Regions from separate parts of the Mus musculus genome. Here region 2 is linked to region 1. A link is a contact called in public HiChIP or PLAC-seq data. All regions are on one chromosome and are shown on one strand. Each heading gives the region's core, a stretch centred on a gene start, on an enhancer-like site or on the middle of the called end of the contact. The rest is flanking DNA. Distances are from core to core; before and after follow the strand shown. Region 1 has its middle 28 kb from the start of Gm35551. Region 2 overlaps Thada (thyroid adenoma associated).

Region 1 (6,133 bases), core at 910-3,409:
GTGGAACCCACAGTTCTGGTGTCCCTTCCTCAGGTGTGTGGTGCCCTGTTTTCCTGGCAGCTCCTGCCTTCCTCTCCAGTCGGACCTGGGTACTGATGGGCACCAGCAAGCCGGGTGCCAGTGGAAATGGCACTTAAGTCTGAACATGTACCTCTTTCCCCTGGCCAGCCCTTCCTCTCATGAACGTGGGGTTGACCACGCTAGCCTCTGCACCATGCAGTGTCAGCCTGGGGACAGGGTAGACTTGCCAACAAGGCCCAAAGGTTGCCCCAACCACATGGGGCTGACACACTGGCATGAAAGTCAACCTGCGTCTGCTGCAGGCTGTTGAGTCCCCGGTAGTTCTTTTGCATTCTCTGACCTTGGTCTCATCGTCTGCCAAGTGGTCAGCATAGTCCCTTCTCCTTCCTCAGAGGAGGGGGAAGGGTGGGTGGGTGAGCCTGGGAAGGTGCACACCCTGCTGAGCGCGGGCAGGCAAGCTCCCTGGGGTGGAACTAGGCTCAGAGTCTGTAGGCCTCACCATGTGGCGGCCTCCTCCCTCCCCAAGCCTGGGCCGTGTGACTGAGTTCACAGCGCCCCCTGCTGGCAGGCTCTCTCAGAAGCTCCCTGTGGGCAGCCCGAACCCCACATTCCTTCACAGATGGGGTCTTGCCCTCTGTACACCCATTTTAAATCAAAAGTGCCCCCCAGAAAGTCTAGGCAGCATGAAGTCCAGGCTGGGGGTGGAGTTGGGGAGCCAGCCGGGATTCCCAGGATAAAGTTTAGTAGGCTCCTGAGTCTTTGAAGTCTGCCAGTCCAAGCCCACATGGACTGGTGGGGGATATCACATAAGGGCAGGTTTGAGGAATGAGGAGCCCTACCTATGTACCCTGAGCCTGACCCTCATCAGATCTGCAGAAGGCAGAAGCAGAAGAAGGTAGGGCGGTCTTCAGCCCTGCCTGCATATCTCTGTCAGACCCTTGCTCCACATTGGTGGCTTTACCCACTGGGAAAGTCAGCAAACTCAGCCTCAGCCCCACCTTGAGCTCTTTTACTGCTGGTGAGACTTCCCTACACTGTGGTCTTCCCAAGCTGCTTGTATCTAGCCAAACACAAAATTCCCCCTCCTCCAGGAAGCCTTCCTAGATGGCCCCAGGCTTCAGGGATTTTCTCTGGCTCCAAGCTTTTTGCAGGACTTCTCACATATATTTCATTGTCTTGTGCAAGTGTTATTTGATCCCATCTTTAGAAGCTCGGACCACTAGGTGGAAGACTTTGTGCTGCCTCTTTTCCTGGAGCTCTGGGAAGGTCTAGGGGGACAGAACATGCCTGTTAACTTTGTTTTAGACAGGGTCTCACATAGCCCAGGCTGGCCTCACATTCACTATGTAGCCCAGGCTAGTCTTGAACTTACTGGTCTCTAGTCTCAGCCTCACAAGTGCTGCAACTAAAGTGATTTTAAGATCAGCTGTAACCATGTGGGTGTGGTCTTGCCCCTGGGGCACATTGGCAATGTCCATTGATAATGTCTGGGTGTGTGGGTGGGGCCTGGATGCTAATGGTATCTTAGAATAAGTGTCAGAGATACAGTCATTGTCCTACAAGGCACAAAGAATAGTGCCCAGGTTATGAACACTGATTGAAATAAATTCAGATCTGGTATTTTTATTATAGTGACCAGGGTCAGTGGGTCCCACCGGAGACATCAGCACTCCCTGGGAGGATTGACAGAGCAAGGTTTGAATCAACTGTAACTGTTCCTTCTCTGTCCTCCATAGTTTTGGGTGCCCTGAAACACTTTTCTGGTCTGAATGTGGCTTGTGCAAGTGGAGGTGGGCCTGAGCCAAGGAGGAGGGTCCAGACCTGAATTAGAGTCCTTAGGGTAGTGTGGCCAGCCCTTGGGAGCAGAGAGTGCCTATAAATGGGGATGGAGTGACCCCTTTCAGTCCCAATGGACTGAGGTCCTCAGCTGTTCCTGTGTGCTCAGCATTTCTGTCTGCTGATGGGTGGGGCACTCTTCCCATAGCCAGATGTGGGAGGTGGTTGTGGCAATAACTGCCCTCCTGGGAAACAGCTGTCAGAACAGGACCGCTTTGACGAGCACATCAAAGCTGCTTGCACATCTCCTAGGAACTGACTGGGTGGGTGGGACAGAGCAGAGCCTTCAGCCAGGAACAGCTGTTGGCCAGGCCCCAGTGCAGCGCTGGAGGCCAAGGAAGGCATCCCCGTTAGCTGGGGGTTAGGAATGTCCCAGAGGCTAGTCATCGTGACACAGCTCTCCTCTGCATAATTCTAGGTGGGCTTGGGCTGTCCGGGGTTCTTGGTGACCCCCTGTCGCCTGTGGAGAACTCTGTAGGGGCCTGGCTCCCTCCTGAGGGCGGTGCTCCTAAGGAGGGGCAGGGAGGGACTCTCTTTCCTTTTCAAGCCATGGAGAGCAGGGGCACTTCCCTGTGAAGGCTCTAGCCTGTTTTTCCTTTCAAAGGGCCCAAACCTGACTAAGCAAAGGATGGGGCTTTGAGGAGAACAGGAAGCCAAGCTTCCCTGCTCTCACATTCTCCACAGCGAGGCCCCACGGCATCTCCTGAGGGCCAGGAGAGTACACGTATGTGAGACATGGGAACAGGCCCAATATCCTTGGATCTTATCCCATGGCATTGTGGGGCAGGGAATGTTCTGGGACCAGTCCTGGAACCAGATGCTGCAATATATAGGAAACAAGAACTTTAATTCCCCTAAAGCTTTGGCTTGCTCATCCGTAAATGGGTTTACTGACACTTCCTGTGCTCTAGGTTGTTGGGAGAGTTGGAGGGAAGGTACTAGAGGTGTGCCTGTGTCTGTGTGTGTATGTGTGCGTGCGTGTGTGTATCTGTGTGTATGTGTGCATGTGCGTATCTGTGTGTGTATGTGTGTGTGCGTGTGTGTGTATCTGTGTGTATGTGTGTATCTGTGTGTATGTGTGCATGTGTGTATCTGTGTGTGTATGTGTGCGTGTGTGTGTGTATCTGTGTGTATGTGTGCATGTGCGTATCTGTGTGTGTATGTGTGTGTGCGTGTGTGTGTATCTGTGTGTATGTGTGTATCTGTGTGTATGTGTGCATGTGTGTATCTGTGTGTGTATGTGTGCGTGTGTGTGTGTATCTGTGTGTGTGTCTGTGTGCGTGTGTGTGTGTATCTGTGTGTGTGTCTGTGTGTGTGTAGTTGGTGCTCACGACATGCTGCCAAACGTGGCTATAATATTATAAATCTAGCGTTGTAATCTTCACAGTGGCCTTTTCAGTGGCTGGCATGAAGTTTTAAGGTGGCCTGTATCGCTTTAGCTTAGAGTGAAAGCAAGGCTCTCTCTCTGGGAGGAGCCCTGAGGTGTGGCAGTTGAGAGAGATGGGCCCCAGGAACGTTTTAGGCACTTGGGTTCAGGATAAAAACGGCAGGTGTGGCATATCTGGGGCTACAGCTAGGGTTGGCTGGGTTCCTGTCACCTTAAGGGACTGTGTGTGTCAGTGTGTGCAGGTGGGTGACTGTGGTTCGTGACCTGTTTGAGCTTGTGTGTGTGGGACAAGTGTGTAACCAGGTGGGGCTGTGGGCAGTCTCATCGTGGGTGTTCGTGTGGGCCTGTGGGCCTGGATCTCACTCTTCGTGGATGGTTTGGTGCGTGCGTCTCACAATCTGATGGCCTCACTTCCCTCAGTGAGGGTGTCTCTCCGCATGTGCAGTGTGTGGCTGAGGGACTGGCTATTGCATCCTTTCTGACAGAGTTGTAGGTCTTGTGGGCATGCCAGCTATGAAGGAGGCCATGGAGGTCACACAGGCCTGCCCCCAAGGAGCAGTGGGCTTAGAGGCTCTGCTGGTGTGAGAAGCATCCTTTACTCTCTCTCTCTCTCTCTTTCTTTCTTGTTTATTATTTTTGTTTTGCTTTGTTTTTCAAGACTGGGTTTCTCTGGTTGTAGCCCTAGCTGTTGTGAAATTCACTCTGTAGACCAGGCTAGCCTTGAATGCTGCTGGGATTAAAGGTGTTCCTCTACCCCTGGCTGGCATTTAGTTTTAAGAGAAAGCAGCTGGCTTCCTTTCTCAAGCATCTATATTCCATCCTTCTCACAGCACATGGGAAGTGAGTGTATCTGCATTCCAGTTACTCTACATCTGTGTCAACACTTGGCACTGTCGATGTTTTTGAGTTCAGCTGTACTTAGTTATTTTCTATGCTTTCCTGGCTCTGTGGGGTTTTGGCCCGGAGCAGCCCCTAAGGAGTAGGCTTCTGACAGACAGCACACAATTTTTTTCAGACATGTCTTGAATATTACTTGGGAGGTATTTATGTTAAAAAGTTAGTTATTATTTGCTACAAATCTAAACAAGTGGGCCCCTTTGTTTCTGCTTAGTCCAGGCATCCTTCCTCGCAGCTTCCTCCTCCACACCTAAGTGAGGTAAGAGCTGATGGAGAAGTGGAAAGCCAGCCAGCCTACTCAGATCACTCCAGTCAGTTTGTACTTGTTGACTGTGTCTCCTGGGGCTCAGACTGGACGTGACTCACCCCGAGGCTCACAGCGAGTGCCTGGTAGGCTCACATAATCTAACCCCATGAACCCAAGCAGTGGTCAGGGTAGCTCCAGGAGGCTCTGGAAGCAGACCAGCCTGGTTTGCAAATACTGAGCCATACTGTCAACTTCGAGGGCAGCGTTACATAACAGTTCTCGGCTCTCAAGGCTTGTCCTCCATCTTGAGAACATCAGAAATGCAAAGCAAGCAGAGGTCACTTTCAGGGGTGGGGGGCTGGGTGTGGTTTTGTAGACTGACCACACAAACCTAGAATTTGACCTCCGTGTACCTCTAGGATCTGGGGAGAACTGTGGGTCCTTCTCTGAGGAAGGTTTCAAACATGTAGAACCAAATCAGGACTGCCAAAGCAACCAAGGAGAATAAGACACAGAGCTCCAGCCAGGGAGGCAGCCCTGAGAGGAGTGGAGAGTTTCTTTTAAAAGGTTTTCATCTTTATTTTAATTTTGTATGTGTGGGGGTTTGACCAGCATGCACGTCTATATACTACACATAGGCAGCGCCTGTAGAACCTAGATAGCACGGAATGCCCTGAGATTGGCATGGCATGCTTTTGTGAGCTGCCCTGTGGGTGCTGGGAATTGAACCCATGTCCTTTGCAAGAGCAGCCAGTGCTCTTACCCACTGAGCCATCTCTTCAGCCCCTTTCCCCTGAGGGGTTTCTTGATGAATACTTTACAGTTTATTTATTTTTAATTTAGTGTGTGTATGTGTGTGTTTGTGACTTTGAGTGTGTGTTTCTCAGTGTGTTTTGTGTATGTGTGTGTGTACACATAACACTCTGTAGAGATTAGTGGACAGTTTGAGGGGCTTGGTTCTTTCCTTCCATCATATGGGCTCCAGGAATTGAACTCAGGTCATCAGGATTGGTGGCAGGCACCTTTGCCCAGTGAGCCAGCGGACATCTGTTGGGAATCAGTTCTCACCCCCATCCATCTTGTTTCTCCTCCTGCTTTTTAGTCTCTAGGGCAAGGGCCCACCAACTTTCAGGTGAGTCTCTATCTCTGTTTCCCATGTCATCAGAGGAGCGCTGAGATCTCAGACTTGAGCCGCCTCATCCAGCTTTAGGAAGGTGACAGGTTCCAACTTGGGGTACCAGGCTGTGTGGCAAGCACCCTTACCCGCCATTAACTCCCAGCCATCTCACCTGCCCTTGAGCAACACTTACCTGGTGGTTGTTCCGCAGCGGTGATGAGTAAGCTTTTTAAAAGGTCTGCAACGAGTCTAAAGTGATCTGTGCCTGTTGCTATTGTAGATGTTTCCAATACATAGACAGGAAGAGCAGACTCGAAGTTAAAGGCTAGTAACAATACCTACACATACACATAAACACACACACACACACACACACACACACACACACACACACACATTCACACACACACCCTTCCTTATCCAAACTCATGGAGCTCTGCATTCTCTTCCCAGACCTGTGAGGAGGACGGGCAGCTATGAGTCCTGGGTAAGAGGCCTACCTGAGAGGGAAGTCTAGAGGGCAGAGGTGTGTGTGTGTGTGTGTGTGTGGGGGGGTGGTGTGTGTGGAGGCCAGCGCTATCATTGCTGAAATAAGGAGGAGAGCAGAGGGTGGCCTGAGGGTATGGGT
Region 2 (6,133 bases), core at 1,690-4,189, 160 kb before region 1:
AGGCCATACTTAACTGTGGGCGTGCTCACTGGTTGGGTCCTCTTTGTCTAAAGTGCCACTGAGGTTATGGAAGCTGCTCAGTGGTTTCCCTAAGTGTGAGATTGCTTGCCTTCTGTGTAGCCCATTGCCTTCAGCCTCCCTAAGACACACTTCCAGAGAACAGAGGCCTGGGGTCGCATTTGTGCCTTGTCTTTACAGATCTTCCAGCTGTTGTTCTGGGGTCAGGAAATGGAGGCTCTCCAAGAATTGTCTGCTGAAAATCATTTTTAGCCATACCCTCGTCGGGAGTTAAGCCGTGGCTCTGAAGCTTGTATAGGGAAGAGTCTCTGTCCCTTTTGCTCAGGCGCACCAGAAGTCCTTAGGCCATTCCTTCTTGGTGCATGAGAAAGAAGATGGAGGGACAGGCCAGACTTTGACGGGCACAGTTTGTTCAGTGCCTGGAGGTGGCTGAGAAGTCTTAGTTCTACACAGCCACTCTTCAGCTGGAGAGGGTCTTCCTACCTTGGCAGACATCCTCCATGGTCCCTGTCACTGTTGTCCAATCAACCTTGTCATTGTGAGCATCCCTCCACCCCCTTCTGAGGTTTTTTCCTCTGATTTCTTTAGCCTTAGCCTAGAAAATACAGCCCTGAGTCACATGAGCTCACTGGGTTCTGCCTCCTTGCCCAGAGCACAGGAAAGCCACAGTTGTGCTTCCTACAGTCAGCTCTCTTATCCAAGTGTGAACTTCCCACTCAGTAGGTGGCTCCTAATGCCAGGCCTCCTCTTGCTCCCCAACATACGGTTTTTACAAGTATTAATCAGGGTGTGTTCGAGCCTAGGGTAGAGTTTGGGAGGAAATCGTGCTGCAGAAGCTGAGGATATTCCAGAGCTTTGCAGGAGCCATTCTGTATTACCCACATTATTGAGGAATGCCACAGGCTGAGTTGGAAACCGTAGAACTCCATGTAGGTAATGAAAATATCACCTGTCCTGGGCCTGCCTTGTCTCTGAGGGCCTCTTGCTGTGGAAAATGTTTGTCTACACAGGTCAACTGAATGCTCAGATGAACCCATTTAGGGTCATGGTAGTTGCCTATCAGAGCAAAACCTTTCTGACTTTCTTCCCTGCTTTGCCATGAAGATGTTACTGTGGGAGTATTCCAGAGTCAACTGCTGAAGAGGCCCCTTTATATTCCTGGGCATTTACATATGAAAGATAAATGTGCCTTGGACTTACTGAGGCCTCTCTGTAGCTTTCTAATGTAACCTATGAGAAATTACTGTTGCCAAGAAAAGAAACTTAGTTGCTGGGCAGTGGTGCAGCCTTTAATCCCAGCACTTGGGAGGCAGAGGCAGGCAGATTTCTGAGTTTGAGGCCAGCCTGGTCTACAGAGTGAGTTCCAGGACAGCCAGGGCTACACAGAGAAACCCTGTCTCAAAAAAAAAAAAAAAAAAAAAAAAAAGGAAGGAAGAAACAACAAACAGTTTGTTTCGGTTCTGGCAGTAACACATTTTTCCTCCTGTAGTTTATTCAATCCTTGAGTTCATTCAGTCCAGTGAGCTCGAGGGTTTAGGGCACGAGCCATTTATCTGTCCTTTTGTTCCAAAAGGTTTCTTTTAAAAAAAAAAAAAAATTATGGGAGCTACAGATAATCAAGTGAATTTTAAAATTTGAACTCTGAAGTTAAAAGCATACAGACTTTTGTCATACATTTGTGTTTATACTTTACAAGATTAATCAGGGTTTATTTATATGAGCTGGTTGAGCAACGTTGTTGGGGACTTTTCCATGATAAATGGCTGGGTGGGAATGTGGTTTGAATAAAGAACATGGCATTTGCTCTTGCAGGCTGCTTTTCATTCCAGGATGTCAGGAGTCTTATGGAAATCAGCTCATTAATCCTTCCTGTCCTCCCTTCTCCCTTTCTCAGCCTTCCCTTCTCAGTCCAGTTCTTTCCTCTGGTATGAGGGCAGCGGTTACCAGATCCCGGTGTGAGGGCAGCGGTTACCAGATCCCCGTGTGAGGGCAGCGGTTACCAGATCCCGGTGTGAGGGCAGCAGTTACCAGATCCCCGTGTGAGGGCAGCGGTTACCAGATCCCCGTGTGAGGGCAGCGGTTACCAGATCCCGGTGTGAGGGCAGCGGTTACCAGATCCCCGTGTGAGGGCAGCGGTTACCAGATCCCCGTGTGAGGGCAGCGGTTACCAGATCCCCGTGTGAGGGCAGCGGTTACCAGATCCCCGTGTGAGGGCAGCGGTTACCAGATCCCGGTGTGAGGGCAGCGGTTACCAGATCCCGGTGTGAGGGCAGCGGTTACCAGATCCCGGTGTGAGGGCAGCGGTTACCAGATCCCCGTGTGAGGGCAGCGGTTACCAGATCCCCGTGTGAGGGCAGCGGTTACCAGATCCCCGTGTGAGGGCAGCGGTTACCAGATCCCCGTGTGAGGGCAGCGGTTACCAGATCCCCGTGTGAGGGCAGCGGTTACCAGATCCCGGTGTGAGGGCAGCGGTTACCAGATCCCGGTGTGAGGGCAGCATTTACCAGATCCCGGTGTGAGGGCAGCGGTTACCAGATCCCGGTGTGAGGGCAGCATTTACCAGATCCCGGTGTGAGGGCAGCATTTACCAGATCCCCGTGTGAGGGCAGCATTTACCAGATCCCGGTGTGAGGGCAGCGGTTACCAGATCCCCGTGTGAGGGCAGCGGTTACCAGATCCCGGTGTGAGGGCAGCGGTTACCAGATCCCGGTGTGAGGGCAGCGGTTACCAGATCCCCGTGTGAGGGCAGCGGTTACCAGATCCCCGTGTGAGGGCAGCGGTTACCAGATCCCGGTGTGAGGGCAGCAGTTACCAGATCCCGGTGGGGTGGAAATCTTGCCCAGGTCAGGAAGCAAGTGAGATTCAGAATGAGCCCCGTCCTGGGAAGGGATGTCACAACATTGTCTAGGGATGTCACAACATTGTCTAGGGATGTCACAACATTGTCTAGGGATGTCACAACATTGTCTAGGGATGCCACAACAGGGTGCAGTCCAGGCCCCTTGGATGGTCCTCCTGCTGCGCTTGCTGTCTTCAGGCTGCAGCTCTGCTGTCCTAGCAGTCACAGGCTCCACCCTAACAGAAAGAACTTTGAAAAGCTCTCTCAAGCAGGACTCAGAGGAAACGGCTTGTTTACCTTGGCTGTGACTTGGGATTACAATTATATTGGGCTTCAGTTTTTTCAGAAGTGGTTTGTTATCTTGTGTTTCCCTCAGCCATAAAAGAGTAAATATGTATTGGATGTTCCTTTTAGAAAACTTGATGACATAAACCATGTGTGTGGGTACACGTGTGTTAATCCTACTACTTAGGGGTACGGAGACAAAGGGGCTGTTGCAAATTTCAGACCAGTCTGAGCTACTCAGTGAAACAGTTTCAAAAAAACAAACCAAACTGAAGAAGATAAGCAGGTGAGCTTTGTGTGCTGCTGGGCTCTGGGGTGGGGAATGGGATGGCCGAAGGGAAACATTCTCTACAGAACTTCATCCCTGGTTTTCCTTGGCTATCATTCATAGCAAGGAAAAATAATTTGAAAAACAATATAAAAGTGAAATCTACTCTTAGCACAGTTCTCTGTGGTTACATCATCTTTTTCCTTTTTTTAAAAAACATAGCTAAGGTTCTATTAAGTATAAAAGTTATAGCTTCCTTTTTTTCACTTGGCAATATGAAAATATTTGCTATTATTATTACTTAAAACTTTATGGCTGCTATGGAAAATGGTATCACACTTCCTTAAAAACTGGAAATAGAATCAGTATCTAATCCTGCAGTTCTCCGTCTAAGTTCAGAGAAAGAGAAAGCAGGCTTCGATGGTTGTACTGCTATGCTCAGAGCAACGTTCTTCCTGGTCACCAAACCACAGAACAGCAGTGTTCATTGCTGACAATGTAAGCAAAATATGCTATATACATATGGTAACATTAGTCCATCTTTAAAAGAGAAGTTCCCATCCTCAACTAGGGATTGAACCCAGGCCTTTCCACATGCTAGGCCAGTGCGCTGCCACAGCTATATCCCCAAGCAGCAAGAGAGATCTGACCTGTGCCACCACATGGAGGTACCCCGAGAGATGGCTGGCTGAGCAGATAGTTCATAGACACAGAAAGTAGAGCTGTCATTGGCAGCGTGTGATGGGACAGCCAAGAGATAGAAGTGCTGGGGTTAACATAGTAACTTCATACTTAAAACATTTAAAAATAGCAAGTACAAACAAAAACTAAAATCTCTATTATTTCTTCAGAGTTTTTTTTTTTTTCAATTTGGGGAATTGGGGGGTTGATTTTTCCTATCACTATCCATCTCTACAAAAAAAATAATTTTGCCTAATTTTGCCTTTTTGATTAACTAGGAAAAGAATCTTTTGTTGAAAAGTGGGCTTAAGCATCTCTCTGTGTGTCTCTATGCCTGTGTGTGTGTGTGTGTGTGTGTGTGTGTGTGTGTATGTATGAGGGGGCGGAGAGAGAGAGATTGGGCTTATTGGTTTGTTTTGCTGGGTTTTTTGAGATTGGTCTCATTATATAGTTCTTACTCTCCTGAAACTCACCAAGATCCACCTGCCTCTGCCTCCCAAGTGCGCTGGGATTAAAAGCATATGCCACTATAATTGGCTTCATTGCTCTACTTTGCCTTCATTGCTGCGTGTGGTGTGGAGTCAGTCTGTAACTCTGGCCTTAGGTTTCATTTCTAAAAGCAGACTAAGTCTCTTGAGAGGCAGCGCAGTGCTACAGCTGCTGTACGTTGTGAGACCCTCGTCCCACAAACAGTGCATGGAGACCTTGCCAAAAGTTTAAGGGTTTTTAAAAGTTATTTTTGGAATGCCTACTTTGTACCAAGCTCTGGATGAAGCAATCAATATATATGATTCCATGAGTTTATCTCAAAATGCTCTTGGTATTAGAAAATTAACTTTTCTGTGTTGACACACCCTATGTATAACACTAGTTTAGTTTGGCATAAGTTCAAGAGATAAGGCAAACAAGTATGGTTATGTTTTCAACTTTTACTTTCAATGTTTTAACACAGTAACTGACACGCTTTAACCTTTTGTTTCTGGTTCATAAGGACTTTTCCCTGGGCTTTCCCAGGGTACCACTAGGGCCTGGGTGTACTGTGTGCTCTGCCAGGGGTGCCAGGTAACAAACAAAAACTTGTTCAGATCCTGGTAGCAAGCCATGTGCTTTATGTCTCTTTGTGTGTGCTTGTTTGCACATTCTGTCTTGCTAGCCTCCTCCTGGGAGAGTGGGGATGGTGATAGCTTTAATTTTACTTTGAGACAGACAGAGCCTTGCTCCTTAGCCTAGGCCAGCCACGGCCCTCCTACTGCTGGGATGACACTGGGACACTACCACTCTGGCTCTGGTCATTGCTTTTAATAGAGCGTGCTTTACACACATCACTGCTGTACTCACCCAGCCACTTCTCCCATTAGGATCCCACAGGAGACTGTGACTCCTGGTCTTGGCACTAACAAATGCCAGGTTGGCTGGTAGCAAGTTTTCATTCCAAACAATAGTTCCTGATGCTCAGGGTAGAATGCTGGAATCACCGGGGAAGATTTAAAACCTCCCAGTGTCAACTCCCACCCTGAGAGACTCTGCTGTAGAAATAAATGCCTTTGCCTTCCCAAGTCCACTGAAGCCAGGGACCCTCATGTGGTCCTTGTTCCAGAGGGTCGTGTTACATTTTCATCTTTTAAGATGTGGCTAAAGTAGAACAGGCAGTACTTGGGTCAGTTTGTTTATCAGCCTTTTCTGGGCGAGGCCAGACTGACTTAGGCACTGCAACTATTTCTTAAAACCACAGTGCAGTGTAAAGAGGGCAACAAAACAGGTTCTCAGGCAAACTCCTGGATCTGGGATTTAAATACGGAAAACCCTGTGAAGTCCCTATGCATTTGCAGAGATGTAACCCTCAGAGGTCAGGAGAACCCATCCATCTACACAGCTGAACAGGCGTGGACCCCACTGAAAACTGCTAATATCTGTACTCAGCTGCCAAGTCCTTGTCAAGCTTTTTCCTGGACCTTACTGCCTCCATGTGTCCAGACACTGCTTGTCATGTTGGACTGTCTAAAATAGAGCTGCTCAGATAGAACGTGTTCTCAGAAGTCACT

What was found. HiChIP or PLAC-seq counts read pairs in DNA pulled down with a chosen protein or histone mark.
Region 2: a contact with region 1 is called in an H3K27ac HiChIP or PLAC-seq map of heart atrium, with 6 read pairs. The contact joins two enhancer-like sites. A contact is called at or near these places in 4 of 484 Hi-C or Micro-C datasets (CD4 T cells, bone marrow-derived macrophages, liver and 1 more) and 6 of 115 datasets of contacts at active chromatin or transcription factors (the HPC-7 cell line, bone marrow-derived macrophages, embryonic stem cells and 3 more).

Annotation. Positions count from the first base shown.
Region 1 is chr17:84,108,552-84,114,684 of GRCm38.p6, reverse strand. No RefSeq gene overlaps it. Among named protein-coding and RNA genes, the nearest start is that of Gm35551, 28 kb to the right of the region's middle. Within about 2 kb of position 2,159, at least 132 of the 459 cell types and tissues checked have an H3K27ac peak or open chromatin away from gene starts, as enhancers often do. A contact at or near this core is called in heart atrium and microglia, where this site is marked.
Region 2 is chr17:84,265,592-84,271,724 of GRCm38.p6, reverse strand. All of the region lies in intron 30 of Thada (thyroid adenoma associated), which reads left to right. Among named protein-coding and RNA genes, the nearest start is that of Gm24492, 19 kb to the left of the region's middle. Within about 2 kb of position 2,939, at least 80 of the 459 cell types and tissues checked have an H3K27ac peak or open chromatin away from gene starts, as enhancers often do. A contact at or near this core is called in heart atrium and microglia, where this site is marked.